Regions from separate parts of the Mus musculus genome. Here region 2 is linked to region 1. Evidence: chromatin contacts called from public Hi-C data. All regions are on one chromosome and are shown on one strand. Each heading gives the region's core, a stretch centred on a gene start, on an enhancer-like site or on the middle of the called end of the contact. The rest is flanking DNA. Distances are from core to core; before and after follow the strand shown.

The links. Hi-C and Micro-C count contacts between places; a contact is called where the count stands out from the background.
Region 2: a contact with region 1 is called in a Hi-C map of the MNK3 cell line, with 6 times the contacts expected there. The contact joins two enhancer-like sites. A contact is called at or near these places in 3 of 15 datasets of contacts at CTCF or cohesin (embryonic stem cells and stem cell-derived epiblast-like cells), 55 of 484 Hi-C or Micro-C datasets (the C2C12 cell line, the G1E-ER4 cell line, the MNK3 cell line and 18 more), 7 of 115 datasets of contacts at active chromatin or transcription factors (embryonic stem cells, kidney and stem cell-derived neural progenitor cells) and 1 of 9 other capture datasets (embryonic stem cells).

Annotation. Positions count from the first base shown.
Region 1 is chr3:93,107,185-93,113,196 of GRCm38.p6, forward strand. All of the region lies in intron 2 of Gm35785 (a long non-coding RNA gene), which reads right to left. Among named protein-coding and RNA genes, the nearest start is that of Gm35785, 18 kb to the right of the region's middle. Within about 2 kb of position 3,482, at least 2 of the 459 cell types and tissues checked have an H3K27ac peak or open chromatin away from gene starts, as enhancers often do. A contact at or near this core is called in the MNK3 cell line, where this site is marked.
Region 2 is chr3:93,366,460-93,372,471 of GRCm38.p6, forward strand. No RefSeq gene overlaps it. Among named protein-coding and RNA genes, the nearest start is that of Rptn, 24 kb to the right of the region's middle. Within about 2 kb of position 3,317, at least 11 of the 459 cell types and tissues checked have an H3K27ac peak or open chromatin away from gene starts, as enhancers often do. A contact at or near this core is called in the MNK3 cell line, where this site is marked.

The DNA of each region.
Region 1 (6,012 bases), core at 2,232-4,731:
ATGTAAATGAAATAAATACCCAATAAAAAAAGAAAAAAAATGACCCAATAAAATGGGATATAGACATAACAGTTCTCAAAAGATGAAGTGTAAATGAACTACAAATGGCTGAGGTACAATCTTAGTCAACAGGGAAATGCAAATGAAAACTACTTTGATATTTCATCTTACACCAGTAAGAATAGGTAAGAAGTGACATGACAATTTATGCTGGCAGGGATGTGGAGTAAGGGGATATTTATCCACTGAGTATCACACTGGTGGGAGTGCAAAGTTGTACGGTGAGTCTGGAAATCAGTGTGGCAGTTTCTCAGGAAGATGGGAATTGACCAACCTAAAGATCCAGCTAGAGCACTTTTGGACGTACACCTAACACTTCATCCTCCCACAGAGGTAGGTGTGCTCAACCATGTTCACGCCTTCTTTCTTCAAAACTGTCAAAAGTTATAGACAGCCTAGTTGTTTCCCAGCAAAAGAATGGATAAATAAAATGTGATACATGTGTACTGCCACGGACCACCCGTCAGGTATGGGGATCCCTGGAATGAGGGTCCTCGAAGGATAGGTGGGTAAGGATTTGGCGGTGGCAAACAGAAATAAATACAGAGGGAGTCTGAATCTGAGTGTATTTTGCAGTTCTCAAATAGGGTTTTTATGCATAAAGAAACAAGTATTACAACTCTGAAAAGATATGTTCAGTGAAGCAGTCAAATAAAAAGGAAATTACTATAGTCATTTGGCACAGTAAAATACAAAATCATCCAAGTATTCAACTTCTAAAAAAGTGTGTTTAGTGAAGCAGTCAGGTAAAACGAATATATTATAATCATTTGGCACAGTAAAATACAAAAAGCATCTAAGGCGAGTGGCAAAGTTCCAAAAACAATTTAATAACTTTTATGATCAGCAATTTTTAACATCTAATACCTGATTTTCTGTATATCTTCAAAGCATAAATTTAAACTATTTTAATTCTTTTTATTTAAGCCTTTCTTAAACAATTTACCAAAGCCTACTTCTGATAACACCTGTGCAGCCACATAAAATTTTATTGTTGGTAAAGTTATTACTTATCAATACTATCTTATACATAATTTATAAAGTGAAGCTCTGGTTTCCCCAGAGATTAGGTCATGGTTAGTGACCCCATCTCAAGGGATGGTTTCTTACCCACTCTTCTCATTTAAGATCTTAACCTAGGCTATCGGGAACATCTCATACATAAGAAAATGAATAATAAAAAAAAAAAGATAAAACAGATAAATTGCCATGGGAACTATGGCTCAATATTTTGTTCCAGCCAAGAGTTCCACAACCGGTTCCAGGAGGCCTCCTTCTTTTGAAATTTTTGCCTCAGTCTGTGGAACTTGTAACACAGATTCTACTGGGGTTGGTATGGCATTGTAAAATGGAGTATTACTCAGCCATTTAGAAAGACCATGATCATGAAAGTAGAGAGGATGAGGGAAGAGGAGTCTAGGGAAGAAATACAGGGAATGATAACTAAAATTAAGGGTCATTTGAGGAGTAAGTAGTCTGGATGCCTAATACAGTAAAATCTTCCTAAAATATATATTTATATGAAGGCAATCTAAATGAAATTGCCAAATAATGGTGGAGATAGGTCTCAAATGTCCATCTCTTATCACCAAATGAAGCTTCCAGTATAAGGATTGGATTACATCTAATTGAGTTGTTGGCCAAAGTTGTTGCCAAGATCGTGGGTTGCTCTCTACAAACTGATGGCAAGAACCCATTGTGAAAGACGGCATCTATATAGCTTATTGAACATGAAGAAGTCAAGCTGTTGCCTACAAAGAGCCCTCACTCCTATGTGCTAGCATCTTTGCAACGAAAGTTACTCTGCATGCTACCAAAGGAGAAACACCAATCCAGCCACAAATCTTTTTACTTATGATGATATTCTGCCTGCAATATATTCTGGTGCAATGGCAGCACTACACTTGTGGGAGTAACCAATAGATACCTAATTTGAATTAAGGCCCACTCCATGAGATGCCGTACCTGACACTGTCTAGGTGACCACGAACCTGAGACTGGATAGCTTAGGGACCTAGAAGAAAGCCAAATACTACTTTTCTTTAAAAAAAAAAAAAAAAAAAAAAAAAAAAAAAAAAGGCTCCTAATGACATTCTCTTGCTCAGTCACCATCAGAAAACTTTCCTTCTACAGCGGATGAGAACAGATACAGAGACCAATAGCCAGGCCTTATGAAGAGAATGAGCAGTGGAAGGAGTGAGAGAGTCAGATGAGATGGAGGGCATCAAGAAAACAAGAGCCTCTAAAATCGACTTGATCAAAGCACAAATGAACTCACAGAGACTAAGGCAGAACACACAGGGCTTGGTCAGGTCTGTATCAGATTGAGTCTTAAAGCTGAAAGGAGAAATGGACACATGACCCCATCCCTAAACAACAAGCAATTTCCAATTAATAACCACTGGCAAATGGAAATTTCGTTTTCTCCAAGGGAGTCTAACTGGGGAAACAAACTACTCTCAAGGGTAGGCTGAATGCCCAGCAATAGATGGCCAAGGGAAAAATCACTCAGCGGCATCTTTGGAGGTTCCTTGTCGCAGAATGCCATATCAGGGATTTGCCTTGCTGTTTTTAAGATTTTTATCTTAACTTTTTTTTTTTGTTTATCAAAAATAGATTCTTCTTTCATACAATACATCCTGACCACAGTTTCCTCTCTATCTCCTCCCAGTTCCTCCCACACCTCCTTGCTCCCCAAGATTTACTCCCCCTCTATTTCCCTTCAGATAGGAGCAAGCCTCCAAGAGACAACACCCAAACACAATGAAACAACATACAATAAGACAAAGCAAACCTCTCATAGAGCCAGGGAATGATAGACCAATAAAAGAAGAGTCCCAAGATCTGGCAAAAGAGATGGAGACACACCTACTCCGCTGCTAGGAGTCCCAAAGAAACAGCAAAGTAACAGCCACAACCTATACCCAGAGGAGGTGGTGCAGACCCTTGCAGGCCTGATGCTTCTGTGACCCCATAAGAGCCCTGATTAGTTGATTCACTTGGCCATGTTCTCCTGGTGTCCTTCATCTGCTTTGATTCCTCTCCCTCTTCCATGGGATTCCTTGAGTTCTAAGAGACTCAGTAAAGATTCTCAATTTAGAGTCTCTGCAAAATGTGGGGTTACAGGTCTCTGTACGTGCTCCCACCTGCTGCTGGAAGAAGCCTTTTTGAAGATGTCTGGACAAGGCACCACTCTATAAGTATAGCAGAATATCACTAGGAATCACATCATTGATTTTTTTTTCCTTCAGTTGTATTTGGTTCCTGGCCATCCTAGCAGGGTGAGGCATAAGATTCCTATTGTGGAGTGGGCTTCAAGTTAGACCACACGTTGGTTGGCCACTCCCATAAGTTCTCTACCATTGCCCCAGTACATCTTGAAGACAGGAAGGATTGTAGGTCAAACGTTTTGTGGCTGGGCTGGTGTCCAGGTTTCTCTTTTGACAGCCTGCAGAGTACCTTCCCACACTAAAGAGACTAGAACTTAGTGGTGAAGCTCCAGGCAGGCACCAGTTCAGACTCTGTATCCTCTATTACTAAGATGCCTCACTGTGTTTATTGTTTTTATTGTATTTTAATTATTTTTTTCTTCTCTCTTTTTACCCTATAGGTTCCTTTACATATATTATGTCTTCCAGCTTTTTTAGGGGATTCCAGAATGCGTTTTGTGTGCTTTATCTTGGGTGCTCTTTTTCTTCTGCTTGTTTTGTCCAATTCCAATGTGTTAGGTTTTTTTCATATTGTTGTATTTTGTTTTATTATTATCCCTTATGATTCTGTTTGTTTTCTGATGAGAGACAGGAAAGGAGTGGGTCCAGATGAGAGGGGAGAGGGGCAGAAACTAGGAGGAATAGAGGGAAGGGAATCTGTAATCAGGGTATATTATTTTCAATAAAAGGGAAAGACAAGGTGAGCCTATGTTAGCAAAACTCAAAATGCATACAGTTGATCTGTGTGAAAGTCAAGACTTCAACATCTGGAGTTTTGTGTGAGTCTTGACATCTATGAAAGTTTTTAAAAGAGATGCTACTGAGTTGCCAGCATCAAGAAATAATTAATGGCAGAACTTTGCAAATGCAATCATCCTTTAGATGGTTGCCATTGGATGACCACATTTTCTACTTGTATAAACTGTGCCTATGAGGGTATAGGATGCTTTCAGCAGACTCCCACTAGCTCTTTCTCATAACAGTACTGAATACTTCATATATTCTTAGGCCTTAGAGTCATCTTAGGAATCAGAGACAAATGGTGCTGACTCCCTGATCCTCCACTGGAGGGAGACAGATACAACAGACACAATAGAGATGGAAGTAGGAAATCTTGGGGACAAGAGGGACCAGGGTGTTTGGGGACTGCTGGGGATGGTTTAGAGTAGATAATTTTTGAAGTCTTAATAGTTTACTGAAGGTGGGAGCATGGTGATGGTAAACTAATACACACAAGCAGACGAAGGAAGTAAGAATGATGACACTACAAAGAATTATAGACCCAGTGTGCAACGAAAGACAAATAAGAACTGATTTGCTAGAGTCACATACCCAGGAAGACTCTGTGCCACTTTGAGATAGACCCACAAGCCCTTGTGTGAAAAAGCAGATCCCACATACAAGCGGCAGGTGGCGCCACTCTTCACCAGGCAAGCAGCCTGGCAGGATCTTTTCTTTCTTTCTTTTTTTTCTTTTTTTCTCTTTTTTTCTTTCCTTTTCTTTTCCTTGCTTTTCTTTTCTCTTCTCTTCTTTTCTTTCCTTTTCTTTCTTTTCCTTTTCATTTCTCTCCTTTCCTTTCCTCTCCTCTTCTCTTCGTTTTTCTTTTCATTTTCCTTTCTTTTTAACAATTTTTATTAGTTATTTCCTTCGTTTACATTTCAAATGCTATCCCAAAAGTCCCCTATACACTCCCCCTGCCCTGCTCCCCAACCCACCCACTCCCACTTTCTGTCCCTGGCAGTTCCCTGTACTGAGGCATATAATCTTTGCAAGACCAAGGGGCCTCTTCCCAATGATGGCTGACTAGGTCATCTTCTGCTACATATGCAACTAGAGACATGAGCTCTGGGGGTACTGGTTAGTTCATATTGTTGTTCCTCCTATAGGGTTGCAGGCCCCTTCAGCTCCTTGGGTATTTTCTCTAGCTTCTCCATTGGGGGCCCTGTGTTCCATCCAATAGATGACTGTGAGCATCCACTTCTGTATTTGCCAGGCACTGGCATAGCCTCACACAAGACAGCTATATCAGGGTCATGTCAGCAAAATTTTTCTGGCATATGCAATAGTGTCTGGGTTTGTTGGTTGATTATGGTATGGATCCCTGGGTGGGGCAGTCTCTGGAAGGTCCTTCCTTCCTTCTGTCTCAGCTCCAAACTTTGTCTCTGTAACTCCCTCCATGGGTATTTTGTTCCTCATTCTAAGGAGGAACGAAGTATCCACACTTTGGTCTTCCTTCTTCTTGATTTTTATGTGTTTTGCAAATTGTATCTTGGGTATTCTAAGTTTCTGGGCTAATATCCACTTATCAGTGAGTGCATATCATGTGTCTAGGCACAAAAGACAAGAAGGAACTAAATACAGATACCTGTCTGCAATACCCAGACTCCAGTCTACACTCTAACACATCCAACACACACACACACACACACACACACACACACACACACATGAAAGAACACACAGATCTCTGATAAAGATCTCCTGAGCTCTAGTCCCCATCAGCTGCAAGAAAGGAGCACATAGATTAATGTCTAAGACCAATTGTCTCAGCAAGTTTTCATGCTTCCCCAAGTAATAAGGGAACATACAGAGAAGCACAATGTGGCCTGAATGCTTCACTGCCTGGGGTTGTGCACTGGTCTCTCAGGAACTAAAAGGCATATTGTACCCCAGGAGCCATGGACTCTAACATGAAAAACCTATGAGACATGTCTCTCAAGGCAGCTAGGCAAGGCCAACTCTA
Region 2 (6,012 bases), core at 2,067-4,566, 260 kb after region 1:
GTCCAGCCTCCCCACATTTGAAGCAGACTCCTTCTGTTTTTACTGCTGCTACAAATGCCTGAGCCATGAATGTAATCTGGTGTGGCATGGTTCCTATATCTCGGGTACTACAATCCACCTATCATGAAGTTCCTCCCAGAGACCCTGGCAAGCTAGTCTGGATTAAGAAGTCATACCTTCCCATACAATGGTTTTAAGAAAACGATCTCTGGCTATGGGGTTGCGAATTTTTCTTTCTAGGCTCATTTTAGTTCTGAGAATAAAATTAGATAGGGGTTCTCCAGGCTTTTGATGGAGGAAGAGTAGGGAAGAGGTGAGGTCTTGTGACCCTGAGGGTGGAATGAGCCGATCCCAAGCTTGGGTTGCACAGAGGGGGACCTGCTCATAGTACCCTGCTGGCTGAGTAGCCTGTTGTGCTTCCTGGCCAAAGAGTTCATTAAAACCCCATGGGGTGTCGCCTCTGCCCTGGTTTTACCTGACTTGTTGACAGCATTCATCTCGAAATAAGGCTTCCCATTCCAAAAACATGGGGCCAGGGAGGGAAGAACGACAAATATCTCTCCAATCTTGGGGGTGGGGGTGGTGTTTAAGTTGGCAATATGGCTCTGTAGGAGAGATTTTGTCCAGGGTGCGTGGGTGCTGTCTTCCTTCACTTCCTGCCTGAGTTCTTTTAAGGCTAAGACTTGCAGTGGATACCATTTAAGTGGGTCTATTTTGACTGGGGTTAATATTAACTGGGTATGCCTGAGCAGTTTGGTTTTCTAGTTCCATTTCAGACTCCTGTGTAGCATGGGAGACAGGGTTAGTTTTTGCAAGAGAGTCTCAAAAGTTACAAAGTTGATGGTTGGGGGTAAAGAGCTATCTCAGCAGCTAACAGATATAATCCAGGAATCAACCCTGGCAAAATTCCCTGGTGTTCAGCAAGCCAGGTGCTTCTGACTGAACTTCCCCAGGGCCTCCTACCTACCCTCGCCTACCAGCCTGAGCCTGTTGAGCAGCATTCCAAAGTACTTCAAAGCAGCCTGTAGATAGACCACAGAACCTGGCAATGAGTGAAAAGCCAGATATTTCTGTCTATTGCCTGAACCCCTACTTTCCCAGCCCCTTGACCAACAACATTCCAGTCTTCCTGGACCTTGACAATTTCATCCCAGTTCAGAAGGAAGTAGATACCGAAGAGAATATACAACCCCTTTATCATCAACAAAAGCTTGGGATGTCTGTTCCCTCAAGAAATTCCTTTTCCCAAGGTCCCCAAATTTAGACAAAAGCCCCCAACTCCCTCAGGGGTTTGAAGGAAGTGCCTGCTTGCTAAAAAGGGTATCACTCTCCTTATCTCTGGCAAGAGGAATTTGTGACCCTTCCATTAACAGGTGTCTATTGTGGCTGTTAATTTGTCAAGGCAATGGTAGCTTCTAAGCTCTCTCAGTCCCTGCTCACAAGCTCCCTTTTCCCCAGTCCCATTTAACCCTGAAAATCTTTCCCCAGTCTTGACAGTTTGGGATAAGCTTTTCCTTTTTCACTCAGGGAGCAGCTATTTGGGTTTCTTTACTGTGCCCATTTTCATTCCCTGACCTTCTGATCTTTCATGTACACTTGAGAGTTTTTCTCCTACAGGTCTACAGTTTAGGAAGTGGTTAGAAGCACCTGAAAGGCTGTGTTTTATCCCTGCTTAAAAGATATATTTGAAGCAGTCTTTTTTTCTTATTTACAAAATAATCAATTTTAAATCTCATTTGTAAAGCCCAGCCAACTCTATTTTTGAGAAGAAAATCCATTTTGTGTGAGGCCTAACTAAGGGCTAAACTCCAATTTCAGAAAGAAAACCACAAAGTCCACTTGAGCAAACATCCTATGGCTACCCCCACCCCACCCCACCCCCCTTAGCAACAACAGCCAGTCAGGCTACAACAGCAGGATCAAGGTACATACAGATAATCCAAGACACCCTGCAGAAAATAGATACCCTAGCCATCCTGTTTGACAGGTAGTTCTGCCCCCGTGTTTGGTTCATGAAGATTATGCCAGAAATTCAGTTTATAAAATATTAACTTGCTGACCCATATGGAAAGTCCCCAAGCTTTCTGTAACCACAATAAATACCCACACCCCTAGACTTGAGGCTCTCACTTCTGACCCACTGAGATGGGGACCTGGGGGAAGGGGGGAGTCCTTGCTCACAAGCTCATAATAAAGACCCTTGTGAGTTTGCATTAGAATTGGATCCTCTATGGTTTTGGGGTCCCCGCGACGTGAACATAACAATTTATTTAGTTTTTTGTTTTTGTCTACTAGTACCTGACTGTGAAAAGTTTATAACCACATTTACAGTTTTAGTTTTTTAGTGTTTGTTTGTTTGTTGTTTGTTTTGAGACAGGGTTTCTCTGGAATTTGTTCTGTAAACCAAACTGGACTCAAACTCACAGAGATCCACCTGCTTCTGTCTCCCAGTCCTGGGGCTAAAAGTATGTGCCATCACTCCCAGCAGTCACTTCCCTCTTCTCAAAACCTCAAGGTAACGTGTTTTTACATGATAATTTCCAAACCTACAGATTGGTCCACGTTGGTTTTCACACCAGGGTGCTTAGTTCGAGGTGCTTCCTGTAGGAAGTGCTGTAAGCTCATCAACTGAGGTAGAAACAAAAAATAATTTTATAGTTGGTGGTCATCACAACATGAGGAACTGTACTAAAGGGTAGCAGTGTAAGGAAGGTTGAGAACCACTGCAACCAGACAGAGGGGCAGCCAAGCCTCTCCATATGGTTAACTCAAAAAAGAACTGCTGGGTATGGGGTGTCTTGTGTTCTCTTTCAGGGTTTTTGTGTTTGTTATTTTTTGGCTTAAATCTCCATCTCTTTGAGCCTAGCTCCCAGGTACCTGGAGCAGCAGTAAACATCAAGGGCACCCTTTTACTCCTGGACCCACCATAGAGATGGAGGGAGAGTAAAACTCTACTAAATTTGGATAACTAATGTCATTCAGCTTTCTCACTCCAATCTGCTCCATGCTATAGAAGATCAGAACCTTGCCACTGGCACAAGGTCTGTCACACAGGACACACCTTGCTCATCAAGACCCTTTACAGTGCCCTTGAGCTATTTCTGACCTTGAGGTGAGTTACCCTGGCCCCAGGGCAGTTGGCTGCCTCATAACTCCACTTCAGATTTTTTGCAATGAATGGAATGGTCAGTGAACAGTAATAACAACAACAATGATGAAGTTAACAAGAACAGCAACACAAGTAGATACTTGGTAGCTCCTTGTCTTTCTATGAGCCAAGGGAAGGAGTCTAGATCTTGATAAAGCAGTATCTCACTGTGACTGTCAGGTGCTCTGAGCCCAGAGCCTCCATTACATCACTGGTAGCAGGCGGAGCCATACAAACCTCTACAACTCACAAATCCAGAGTCAATACCAGAGCTCTGTGGCACAGCCAGAAAGACAACTGCGCCACCCTTGATCTACTCTGGCATTCCAGGGAAGATATGACCGGGGACTGTAGCCTGTCCTGAGGGATAACTCTTGAATTCAATTTTGGAAACAATTAAATAAAATATAAGGTCTGTTTAGACATTCCCCAGAACCAACTGTACCTAAGGAATTGAGCCCTTCCTAAGACCTCTCTCTCTCTCTCTCTCTCTCTCTCTCTCTCCCTCTCTCTCTCTCTCTCTTCCTTTCTTCCTCTTTTTGAGTCTGACTACTGTCCACCCAATCTGAAAGTACCTGAAATTCTTCTTGGAATGAATGGTCCAAAAGGACTGTGTGGGCCCAGGACTTACCACCCCAAATCCACTCCAGGGCCTATGAGTCTCTGTGTCTGTCTCCCTAGGGGCAGGCACCAGCCTTCTTCAAGGCTTTAGCAGGAGAGAAGCCCTCCCCACCCACCCACCCACCCCCACCGTTCCATGCTTCTTTATATAAGTACCCCAGCTTATAATTATGTGTGTATGGATGTGTAAGATGATTTTACTATTACATTGATCTTGCCCAACTGTCTGAGACTGAATCTGATCTTGCAGGCATTGAACAAACCATGTATAGATTTACATACAAAAGAACGTGAACAAATGAGTTCCAGTCACTTCTGAGTGCCATGTTTTATGAGAGGAGTGAAACTACAAAACGTCTGGAGATAGCGCCACGACTGTGAATATTCTGGAGACTCCACCAAATGAGAAAAAGTTAAAAGAACAGAAGCCAGAGACAAAAATGAACACGTAAGAGAGGGCTTTGTTGATAGTTTTCTGAAGCCACATATAAGGAAGATTTTTTTTTTAATTTTCCAATCCTTTCTTTTGTCTTTTGATTAATTATTTTGGAATCTCACATCATGAACCCCATCATGCTCACCTCCCAGTCCTCCCATGTTCACCCCTTCCCCAAGAGTCCCGCCCCCCCCAAAAAAAAGAAAGGAGGGGAAAAGTCCATTTTTATGTTGTCCATGTACTCATTGGAGCATGGTCACTTAGAGTGTCGAGCCCCTTCAAGGGAAGATGAGTTATTCTCTACCTGTACCCTAAAGAGAGCCTTGCCTAGGGAGGGGCAGGTCCAACTCAGCACAGCCCACGAACACTTCAGTGGTAACACAAGCACAGACATCAACATATCTCCTAGCTGCATCAGGACCATTGACCCACATGGTCCTCAGCTGCTTCATGGACCAGGGGCTTCAACACGGCCTCAGGTGGCTACACATGCCATCACTCACATCCAGAGGGCCTACCAAGGCAGCAAAGTCAAGGCATGAGTCAGCGGCACAGACTCAGGCTTCATCTTGGCCTGGACCAGCAGCATGGATCACAGACACCATCAACATGGCATTGGGTGGCATCACAGTCAAAAGATCACAAAGGAGGCAAGAGAATGACAAAAATACCTCTGGCCTAGAGAAAAGACTGAGTCAAACCTTAACCATGCTTGACTCCTGCCCAGAGCCCTACCACCCTTGGGATTGAGGAGACTGCCTTTGTTGTTCTCTTGACTTCTTGTCTCAGACAGCTTTTGAACACATCACCTTTCACAACCATTTCAGGCACACAGCTCATCTCTACCTCCTCCCTCCCTATTCCTGCATCAGAGAGAGAGAGATGGCTCCCCAAAAGGAAAAACCAGCCTGACCAATTCAGATGTCTAACCCCTTAAGCCTCTTGATTGCCCATGAAGGGCTTCATAATTATACTGCATCGAACTGACTCAGAGCAAATTAAACCGATTTCCACAGTGATGGATGTCCTCTCTTCGTTGATGACGTAACACTGCAAAAGGAATCAGCTAAAATGCAGGATTAAGGGTTTAACTGAGATTCATCAAGAGCCTATTTCCAGACCACCACCACCCAAAAAAAAAAAATTGTATTAAAAATTCCATCTCATGTTTAGTGTCTGTTTCCCATCTGTCTTTCTGCTTCTTGATCTGCTATAGATTAAATCAGAAGTGAACAAACTTTTTCTGTAAAGACCAAGCTGACAACTATCCTAGGTATTTGTGATTCAGGAATAATACATGGGCACTCAAATTCAACAAGACAGAAATCTTCACAATTTTCGGCAAAATCTAAAACATAATAATAAACAGGTGAAAATTATAACACAAATCTGGCAATAATAAAAACAAAATTCTTGAAGAGTTAACACTTGATTGCAGTGGAACTCAAAGTTACTTCTGTCAGTCACCAAACTCTTGCAAAATCCCACATGATAATGCCAATGTATTATGAGGGTTTTAAACTTTCCACTTGAATATTTCCATTTTAATACCTTTTCACACAGATATTGCCAAGAACTGATTATAAAATAAATGAATTGTAGTTAAGATGCTTATAATTTGTAAGACAATTAATTGTCTTTAGTTGTTTATCTCTATGCTTTATAACATACAGTGACTACTGCCCACTTCCAGTTGAAGAGTTGAGGAAATCTTTAATTGCACATCTAATTGGACTTTAACTTAGAGATCTCTTTTATACTTGTACCAAAAAGTTTGACACAAGTTCAGAAGAAATGTTAACCACAA